3 separate regions of the Sus scrofa genome follow, and regions 1 and 2 are each linked to region 3. Evidence: chromatin contacts called from public Hi-C and HiChIP or PLAC-seq data. All regions are on one chromosome and are shown on one strand. Each heading gives the region's core, a stretch centred on a gene start, on an enhancer-like site or on the middle of the called end of the contact. The rest is flanking DNA. Distances are from core to core; before and after follow the strand shown.

Region 1 (2,700 bases), core at 197-2,696, 140 kb after region 3:
GGGGAGGGGACATACACACGTTGTTGGAGGAGAGGGAAGTGTTTCACAGGCTTCTGTCCTGGGAGGCAGAGTGGGGAGCAGAATGTCAGGGCTCAGGGCAGGGGTGCTGTCTATCCTGTTCCCACTGTCCCCTCATTGCCCAGCTCAGGGCCAGGCACACAGAAGGCGCTTGCTGAATAACAATGAAGCTGGTATTTGTCTGAACGCATGGAGTTCTACTCTCTTGAATTCCTATGCTAACCTCTAGTTTTCTTCTTCAGGGTTTAAAGAATGATGGAGAATATTTGCCTAACCTGAGCTTTCTCCTTCAGGAACGATCTTACCCTTGATGTGGCAGAGGGCATGGAGGCCCTGTTCAGGGAAAACCATCTCAGCATAAAGACCCTCCATCTGGGGAGGGAAGGGAGGTGGGAGGAGGGCCAGAATGACCTCTCAGGGTCCAGCTGGCTCTGCCAGTATGCAGAGGGTGGACTGAAATTCACCAAGCTGTGCTGGTGATGGCCAAGGTCACTGCAAGATGATGCATTAGCAACTTCGTTAATTGCATCATGTTTTTTTCCTCCCTGTGACACTGCTGGGCTTATGCCTCATCCCCAGCAGATGACCAATGGAGGAAAAGCAAATGGAATTCAAACCTTTTTGACAAGACTTAACTCCTGGAAGTGGTTACTCTGAGGAGCAGTGGGTTTCCTTCCTTGGACAATTTCAGGGCCCATCACTGTGCTTTATGCAAAGCACAACCTACTGAGGGAGATCTGTCCTCCCCTCCTTGCTTTGCGCCCCGAGAAAGTCCCCCCCCCCCCAGCTTCTCCTGGGCTTGGTTTTAGAAGTGATGGCTAATCCTCTCCCCTGCAAGCACTTCCTGGAAGGGCTTGGTATAGGATGTCTCCAGAGACAGTGGGGTGTTGAGAAGATCTCTTCAGGCTTTGCCCACTCCCCAGTTTCTGCATCTCAGGAGAACCTAAGCATTTCCTTTCCTTCAGAAGTTGTCAGAGTTAACTCCGAGTAGGCGTGGGTTCCTTGTAGTTACACCACCCTCTAATATTTAAAAGATCTGTGCTGGTTCTTAGGGCCTGCGAATCATGTATTTATTTTCCTTGGCTCTGGCTGGAAAGGACAGACATCGCTTTTTTTTTTTTTTCTTTCCCTGAAAGCTAGGTCCTCTGGGCTAAACACAACCGCCTCTCAGCTCTAGAAATGGCTGATTTTCATCATGCCCTTTACCGACCAAATTATTTCTTAAATTGCTCTCCCTCCTGCTGGGTGTTCAGGACACAGGAGCCAGTCTGGAGGGGCCCCTGGCTTTTCTTCCCCGCCCCGCGGAGGACTTGGAGGAAAGCCTCAGTTTCTCCTTTGGCCCGAAGGGGGCAGGCGGCAGGGGAGGGGATGCTCCGGCCGCGCTCTTGAACGTGACCCACCGCTAGACCGCTGGGGAGCAAACCACCGCGCCCCGCGGCTGAACGCCGCCCTCCGCTGGCGTCTGGGGCCACCGGGAGGCGCCGCAGGAATGAGGCACCGTGGACCGAGGCCTTTTCGGTGTTCGCCGCGCTCCTGCCCCACAAGGCTCCCGCGCTCGCGGAGGGGAGGCTCGGGGCACCCCCGGTCCCCCTCCCCTGCAGCCCAGCCCGGCTGCCGGGGCCCCTCTGGGAAGGGCTGGAGGCGACGCGAGGAGGGGGCCGGGGGAGGAGGGAGCGTTCCTGCAAATCACATGATTTTCCCGCTTATATAAATCACAGCTTGTTTTTCTCAACTGGCTGCAGACTTAAAGGTGCAGTGTCTTCTTTCTCTCCCAAGGGCAGGGGTGCTCCGGGGTGCTTCGGACGGCCCTCCAGCTGGCTGCAGGTGGCTTCACCAGTGAGAATGTTAGGGCTTAGGGTTTAGGGAGCCCCCCAACTCCACCCCATACTCGAGGATGTTTCCTTTTAGCCGGAGACCAGGGAAGGTCTTGGAAATATGACCACCAAATGAGCAGACAGAGCCAACCTGGGTTGGCGGTGTCCCTCAGACCTCTCTGGAGACCGGGTGCCCCAGAGAATGGCTGATGCCCTCCGGGGGACCCTGATCTGAGGGCTCAGGATGAGGTTGTCCTGTGGGAGATCTGTAGTGGCCAAAATCAGGCTTCCAAGGCTAATGCTTGTTATCCTGACCAGCTCTGGTTATTTGAGGCCAACATACGTGGGAAGAAAAAGGAAATCAACATCCGTGTTTTAAGCTCCTACTATCTAAGTATTGGGCACTGCAGGGAGAAATCAAGACCCAATAGACAATCTTCCCCTTCAAGTGGTTTATACTGTTTGGGGTGATGAGATACAGACTTGGGAGAGATTACAATAGCACTAGTGCGTTTCAAGCCTGTTCCAGGCTAAACAGAAGAGTTACAAGGCAGTACATAATTACTGCCTGATGAACAGTATGGGTAATGAGTCCTGCAGGCTTTGAAGGGAGGGCTGGCAGGCCTGGGCTGAGAGGTGGCAGGAGGGAGGAGGGGACAGCCTCCTGGGGGCCCTGGGAGCCACAGGTGGGGAGGAGAGCGGAGGAAAGGAGCTTGGTAGGGGGAGGGGTGTGTGCAGCCAGCAATTCTTTGCTAAACAGGAACTGAGAAATGGAGAATGAGGCGAAGACTGGCAGCCACGGGGCCAGATGCAGGCTGTCTAGAGAGAGGGCAGGGCTGAGGGCCAGTTTGATTTGATGAAGGCAGCC
Region 2 (2,700 bases), core at 180-2,679, 190 kb before region 3:
CTACACACTTACCTCTGTCTGCACAGATCCTTTCCTTTCTCCCTTCTGACAAGTGATAAATCTCCCTTTCCTGGACTAAATCAAGTCCCTTCTAGATCCTTCATTTTTGAGATACTTACACATATATATTCACCAATATATAAAACAACTAAAAGTGATGCCGACTTGGGCAGTTTGCATCTTCTTTGTTAACTTCTGTATCAACGATTTCTCCCTACCCCTTGGTAAGGTCTCCCTTAAAAGTGTGTTTTACAGCATGTTTCTCTATAAGCCACTCACTACCCACCTTGTTTTCTCACAACCCAACTTCCTAAAAAAGTCCCAAGCGCCTCCTCCCCACTTCTTTATCTCCCATTCATCCCTCAGCCCGCCTTGATCTGGCTCTGGCTCTACTGAAAATGTGTTCCAAAGGTCACTAGTTGCCAAAGACACTGGGCAGTTCTCCATCCTCGTCTTGCCTCACCTCTCCATGACATCTGACACTGCTCTCCATTCCTTCCTCTCTTGAAACTCAACTTCCTTAGCTTTTGTGACCCTGCTCTCCTGGCCCTTTTACTTCTCTGGCCACCCCTTTGCAGTCTTCTCCCTGGTTTATACCAGGGTTCAGCTCTTGGTCTCTCCTTGCTCTCCCTTGGGAGTTGTCATCCACACAGATTCGTGGACAATAATTAAGTCTGTATCTCCAGCCTAGACCATTCTGCTGAACACTAGGCCCATATGTCCAGCTGCCCTCAGGCACCTCAAACACATTCCAAATTGAACTAATGTTTTCACTAAAACTGCTCCTTTTCTTCACTGCCATCATTCTTCGCCTTTGCCAAAAGTCAGATTTCTTCTCAACATCTCCCTTTCCTGCAAATCCCAATCCACTAGGAATTTTCCAAATTGACATCAAACTATATACCTTTATATGCCATCCCCTTTTTCCCAACCCAATAGCCATTGTTTGTTTTATTTATTTAATGATTTTTATTTTTTCCATTATAGTTGGATCACAGTGTTGTGTCAATTTTCTACTGTACAGCAAAGTGACCCAGTTACACATACATATATACATTCGTTTTCTCACATTTTCCTCCATCATGCTCCATCATAAATGACTAGATATAGTTCCCAGTGCTATATAGCAAGATCTCATTGCTTATCCATTGCAAAGGCAATAGTTTGCATCCCAATAGCCACTGTTTTAGTTCCTCATCTGGTGCCTACACTGTTGCAATACTCTGGTCACCCTCCAGAGCGATGCTTGAGTGGTCCTTCTAAAAGCACAAAAACCACTTAGGGGATTCTCTTCGTAAAGTAATCCTTTCGGGTTAGCCTCAGGCGGTAGGTTATTCCCAGAAACTGGGCAAAACCGGAAGGCGGCGACTTTGCAGCAAAGAAGCCCTCGACTGGGCGGTTAATCAGGCTGGCCCAGACGGCATCCCCATCGCCTGGGTGACCGGCCTGGGCCTCCGCACTGCTAACAGCGATCAGGGTACCAGGTTTCCGCGCGCCTTCCCCGGCGCCAGGTGAGCCCACCTTCTGCGCAGGCGGGCGGGCGCCAGGAGGGCGGAGTCGGCCCGCCCCGCCCGGCTCGCGCGCCTGCGGGCCAGCCTCCGGTCACATGACAGAGGCGCAGGTGAGCGCCGCTTCCGGGGTCGGGCGCTCGCATCGCGACCGGCTCCGGCTTTCACTCGGTAGAGTGCGCCGGAGACTATGGCGTCCTCTTCAGTCCCGCCGGCCACTATACCGGCGGCGACAGCGGCCCCCGGCACGGGCTTTGGCTTCGCCTCCAAAACCAAGAAGAAACATTTCGTGCAGCAGAAGGTGAAGGTGTTCCGGGCGGCCGACCCGCTGGTGGGCGTGTTCCTGTGGGGTGTAGCCCACTCGGTGAGACTCGGCCCTGGCCCCACCGCTGCCCAGTCCGAACCCCTTAGCTCCTGCTCCTCCGGGCGTACCTGTTTCCTGGCTCCCGCCTCCGGAGCCCCTCGCGCTGCACGTTTTCCTCGGGCTGTTCTGGTCCTTGCCCACCTACCCTGAGGTGTTCTCCCAGCGTACCATTTCGCTCTAGACTTTTTTTTTTTCTTTTCCTGAACGTAGACTTTTGTCTCTCCCTGCGCCCTTTACTCCTCCGTTGAGGTTCTATCTTCCCCACCTGAAATCCAGCTCCCTGCCTTTTTCCTGCCAGTTACAGCCTCAGCCCCAGGTCAGGGCGACCGGCCTGGACCCGGCTGCATCCGGAAGGACTTTAGGGGGAGTAGCTCTTCTGGGTTGGTGGTGGTGAGGACGCCGGTGAGAGTGTGAATATAGAAGGGGAGCGGGGAGGGGAGCTGGTCGTGAGGGAGCTGGTCGTCACTCTCCTTTGCACCTTGCTTTCTGGGTCGCTGTCCTGGACTTTGGAACTTTGGCTTTGAGGAGAAGCCCCAGGCTTCCTGGACGTTCTAATCCTGCATGTCCCATACCTTCCCTTACAGAGGTACAGGCATTTCAGAAAAGCTACTGCCCTGAACCCAGGGGTGGCATTGACTGGGGACTTAATATATATTTGCTTTTAAGGCTTTGGTCTTAAAGGCAATCCATTGCGGGCTGGAGTAATGGTATTTGGTGTAAGTGGGGGTCATCTTTGACCAAAGAGATGGCTCAGGAGCTCTGGTCCTGGGGATACTATGGTGGTAAAACTTTAGAAGCAGGAAACTGCTGTAGATGGTATGGCCTGGG
Region 3 (2,700 bases), core at 13-2,512:
CCCACCACTTGTAACCAGAATGTTCTCTGGCTTCAGGTCTCGATGAACGATGCAGTTGGCATGAAGGAAATCTAGGCCTCTTAGAAACTGACGCATCAGATCCTGGTTTAGAAGGGGGAGGTACAGAGAAACTGGAAACTAGGCATCATACTGGAAGCCACAACAGATGCTACTACAAAGATCCCAGTTTACTTCTCAGTATATGTCCATCCTACTCACCTTGATGGTCTCCACCGGCAAGCCTGGTGGGGGTGCCTTGTCCAGATATGTCCTTAGATCTTGGTCCACATGCTCAAACACCAGGGTCACTTTGGTCTCTCGATCAGTTCGGGCAGTGGCACAGACATCCATCAGCCTGGCCAGAACAAAAGGTCACTCAGTGATCAATCATCTTTGACCTAACATGGCTTCCCCTATTCCTTCAGGGTCCCCACTTCTTTCAACCACCACTCCCCACCTACAGGTTGTCTATTCCTTTTTACTACCCACTCCCAACCCTCCACCTTCTTCTCACCGGACAACATTGGGATGCTCGAAAGCCTCCAGCCGGCGCAGTAAGGCCACTTCACGAACCGTGCTGATGGGCAGGCCCCCTCCAGCACCTCCTCCATTGGGGACTCTTACGCTCTTGAGGGCCACAAAGTGGCCACTGTGGGGATCCCGTGCTTTGTACACGGTCCCATAGGCACCAACACCAATCTCCGCCACTGGTTCATACCGGGAGGTAGCCATTCTCAGACCAGATGAGACCCTACAATCACAGAGACTCCTGCCACCAAATTCCCTTCCAGAGTTCAAATAGTTATGAGCCTGCGGCAACAAAGTGTCTCGCACAAAACATATCCCAAAGACAACAAGAGCAGCATCCCGTCCCTTCCCCAAATTTCCATAAGGCCGACCCCCCTAGGTAACACAATGATTAACCAAAAGCCCTCCAGCCACGTGAGGCCCTAGAATTAAAAAATTCCTTCTTCTTTGGGACTATCAAGCCCTGTACAAGGGAAATCCCACACGACACACCCCCTGCATTGAAGACCCTTCACCTAGTCCTTTAAATTACACCTCCCTATGACCACAAAGGAACATACTACACCCTGCACCACTTCCCGCCCTCGAGCGACCCTTCCAGACCAGCCCGCGTAGGAAGCCGGGGAGGACTAGAATGGTCCCTATTCCTGGAAGGGGGCTACACTTACCTCGCCCCGTGTCAGGAGCTGCGGGGGCGGCCCGTTATCGGGGCCCCGGAGCCGGTTCTTGCAGCGCCATGCACTCGAGCTCTGTCTGGGGCAGCTGGACTCTACGGGCCCGACCATAGACATAGGCCGCAGGCTAGAGCGGCCCCCTTTGCCCCCACCCTCACCATGTGACCAGCTGCCAAAGAGGCGCGCGGAAACTGGCAGGGCGGGGCGAATGTGCCGGACGTTCGGAACACGTGACCAGAGTACGCGTGCGCAGAAAGGCAGCTTGGAGCCTATTTGACCGGGAAGGGGGCGGGGAAGGGAAAGGGGCGGAGGGGCGATGGCAGCCACGTGATCTGTTGCTATCACACGTGACCGCTTGACTGCTTGGAGGAGCAGAGGTGTGGTTACGCTGTAGGGCACGTGACTGGCTGCCGTAACTCTGGCGAGGGGGGGGCGGGAGCCTAGAGAAGGTGGAGTCCAATACGGTGCCATGGCAACCTGGGCCACCCAGATCCCAATTCCCCATTGCAGGCCGAGCCGGAGCGCCAACTCCAGTGTCACTATGCGTCTGTCACTCTATATGCAGAGTGGGGGGCCTGGGGACGTGAGGAGGTGCTGTCGCCTTTATGTACCACCGCCATCGGAAAACATATTCTCATTTGTGTCTTTGTTTCATTCACTCATTCAACAAATTTTTACCGAACGCTTACTTCCTGTGTAAATGTACGGTTTTTGCTACATGAGTTTTTTTGGTGTCTCAGGCACTAGCCCTTTAAGGTAGTGAAAAGGCTATATGTAAAGATATAGCCGGCAGCGTGATCATATAAAATAGAGAGGACACAATACCCGTTTTAGGGCAAAACTAGCATTAAAGGACTGATGGAAGGCAGATAAATACAGTAATCCAACAGGAAGCGTGGCAAGGTAGTGTGCCTTCACCTCTTCAGAACTTCCATTTCTCCCTGGGAGTGTTAAAGCAGAATCTAGATACCTCCTGGCAGAGAGGTTATTAATGAGCTGGAAACAGGAATACTTGACCTTTAAGGTTCTTTTCCAGAGTTCCTGCTGTGGTGCAGCGGGGTGAGATCCGTTGAGTTAGTTGTCTCTGTGGTGGCACAGGTTCAACCCTACCAGGCGCAGGGGGTTAGCGATCCCACGTTGATACATCTGCAGCTCGGATTCAGTTCCTGGCCGGGAACTTCCATATGCCACAGGTGGGGCCAAAAAAAAAGTTTCTTTTCTGCACTAAGATGGTGTGTGTGTGTGTGTGTGTGTGCACGCGCGCGCGCACGCTATTATATACATCATATACAGATGGATATAGGAATGAGTGTGTGCAAGGAAGTTACCACCACATTGCATAAAAATGACTATGCCCTTGTCCAAACCTTCTAACTTTTTATATGGGGCCATTGAGTGGCCTTCTCTTCCACCAGTGCAAGCTTCCTTAGCCTTTGTCCCTCCACAGAACAAATGTTCCCCACTCACAGACATCTAGGTAGGCAATAGGCAGGTTTCT

What was found. A called contact is a pair of places that touch in the nucleus more often than the background predicts. HiChIP or PLAC-seq counts read pairs in DNA pulled down with a chosen protein or histone mark.
Region 1: a contact with region 3 is called in a Hi-C map of liver, with 3 times the contacts expected there. The contact joins the enhancer-like site here to the promoter of CDK4 in region 3. A contact is called at or near these places in 1 of 5 promoter capture datasets (fetal skeletal muscle), 2 of 47 Hi-C or Micro-C datasets (embryonic fibroblasts and liver) and 1 of 2 datasets of contacts at active chromatin or transcription factors (alveolar macrophages).
Region 2: an H3K27ac HiChIP or PLAC-seq map of alveolar macrophages shows a contact between it and region 3. The contact joins the promoter of PIP4K2C here to the promoter of CDK4 in region 3. A contact is called at or near these places in 2 of 5 promoter capture datasets (fetal skeletal muscle and liver) and 2 of 2 datasets of contacts at active chromatin or transcription factors (alveolar macrophages and skeletal muscle).

What each region holds. Positions count from the first base shown.
Region 1 is chr5:23,183,180-23,185,879 of Sscrofa11.1, forward strand. The region is part of intron 1 of ATP23 (mitochondrial inner membrane protease ATP23 homolog); the gene reads left to right. Among named protein-coding and RNA genes, the nearest start is that of ATP23, 7.7 kb to the left of the region's middle. Within about 2 kb of position 1,447, at least 64 of the 83 cell types and tissues checked have an H3K27ac peak or open chromatin away from gene starts, as enhancers often do. A contact at or near this core is called in fetal skeletal muscle and liver, where this site is marked.
Region 2 is chr5:22,852,713-22,855,412 of Sscrofa11.1, forward strand. It overlaps PIP4K2C (phosphatidylinositol 5-phosphate 4-kinase type-2 gamma), which reads left to right and starts at 1,430. Exons shown (of 11, transcript XM_021091878.1): 1 at 1,430-1,872. The coding sequence starts at 1,699.
Region 3 is chr5:23,040,697-23,043,396 of Sscrofa11.1, forward strand. It overlaps CDK4 (cyclin dependent kinase 4), which reads right to left and starts at 1,263. Exons shown (of 8, transcript NM_001123097.1): 1 at 1,197-1,263; 2 at 515-751; 3 at 220-355; 4 at 1-102. The coding sequence starts at 732.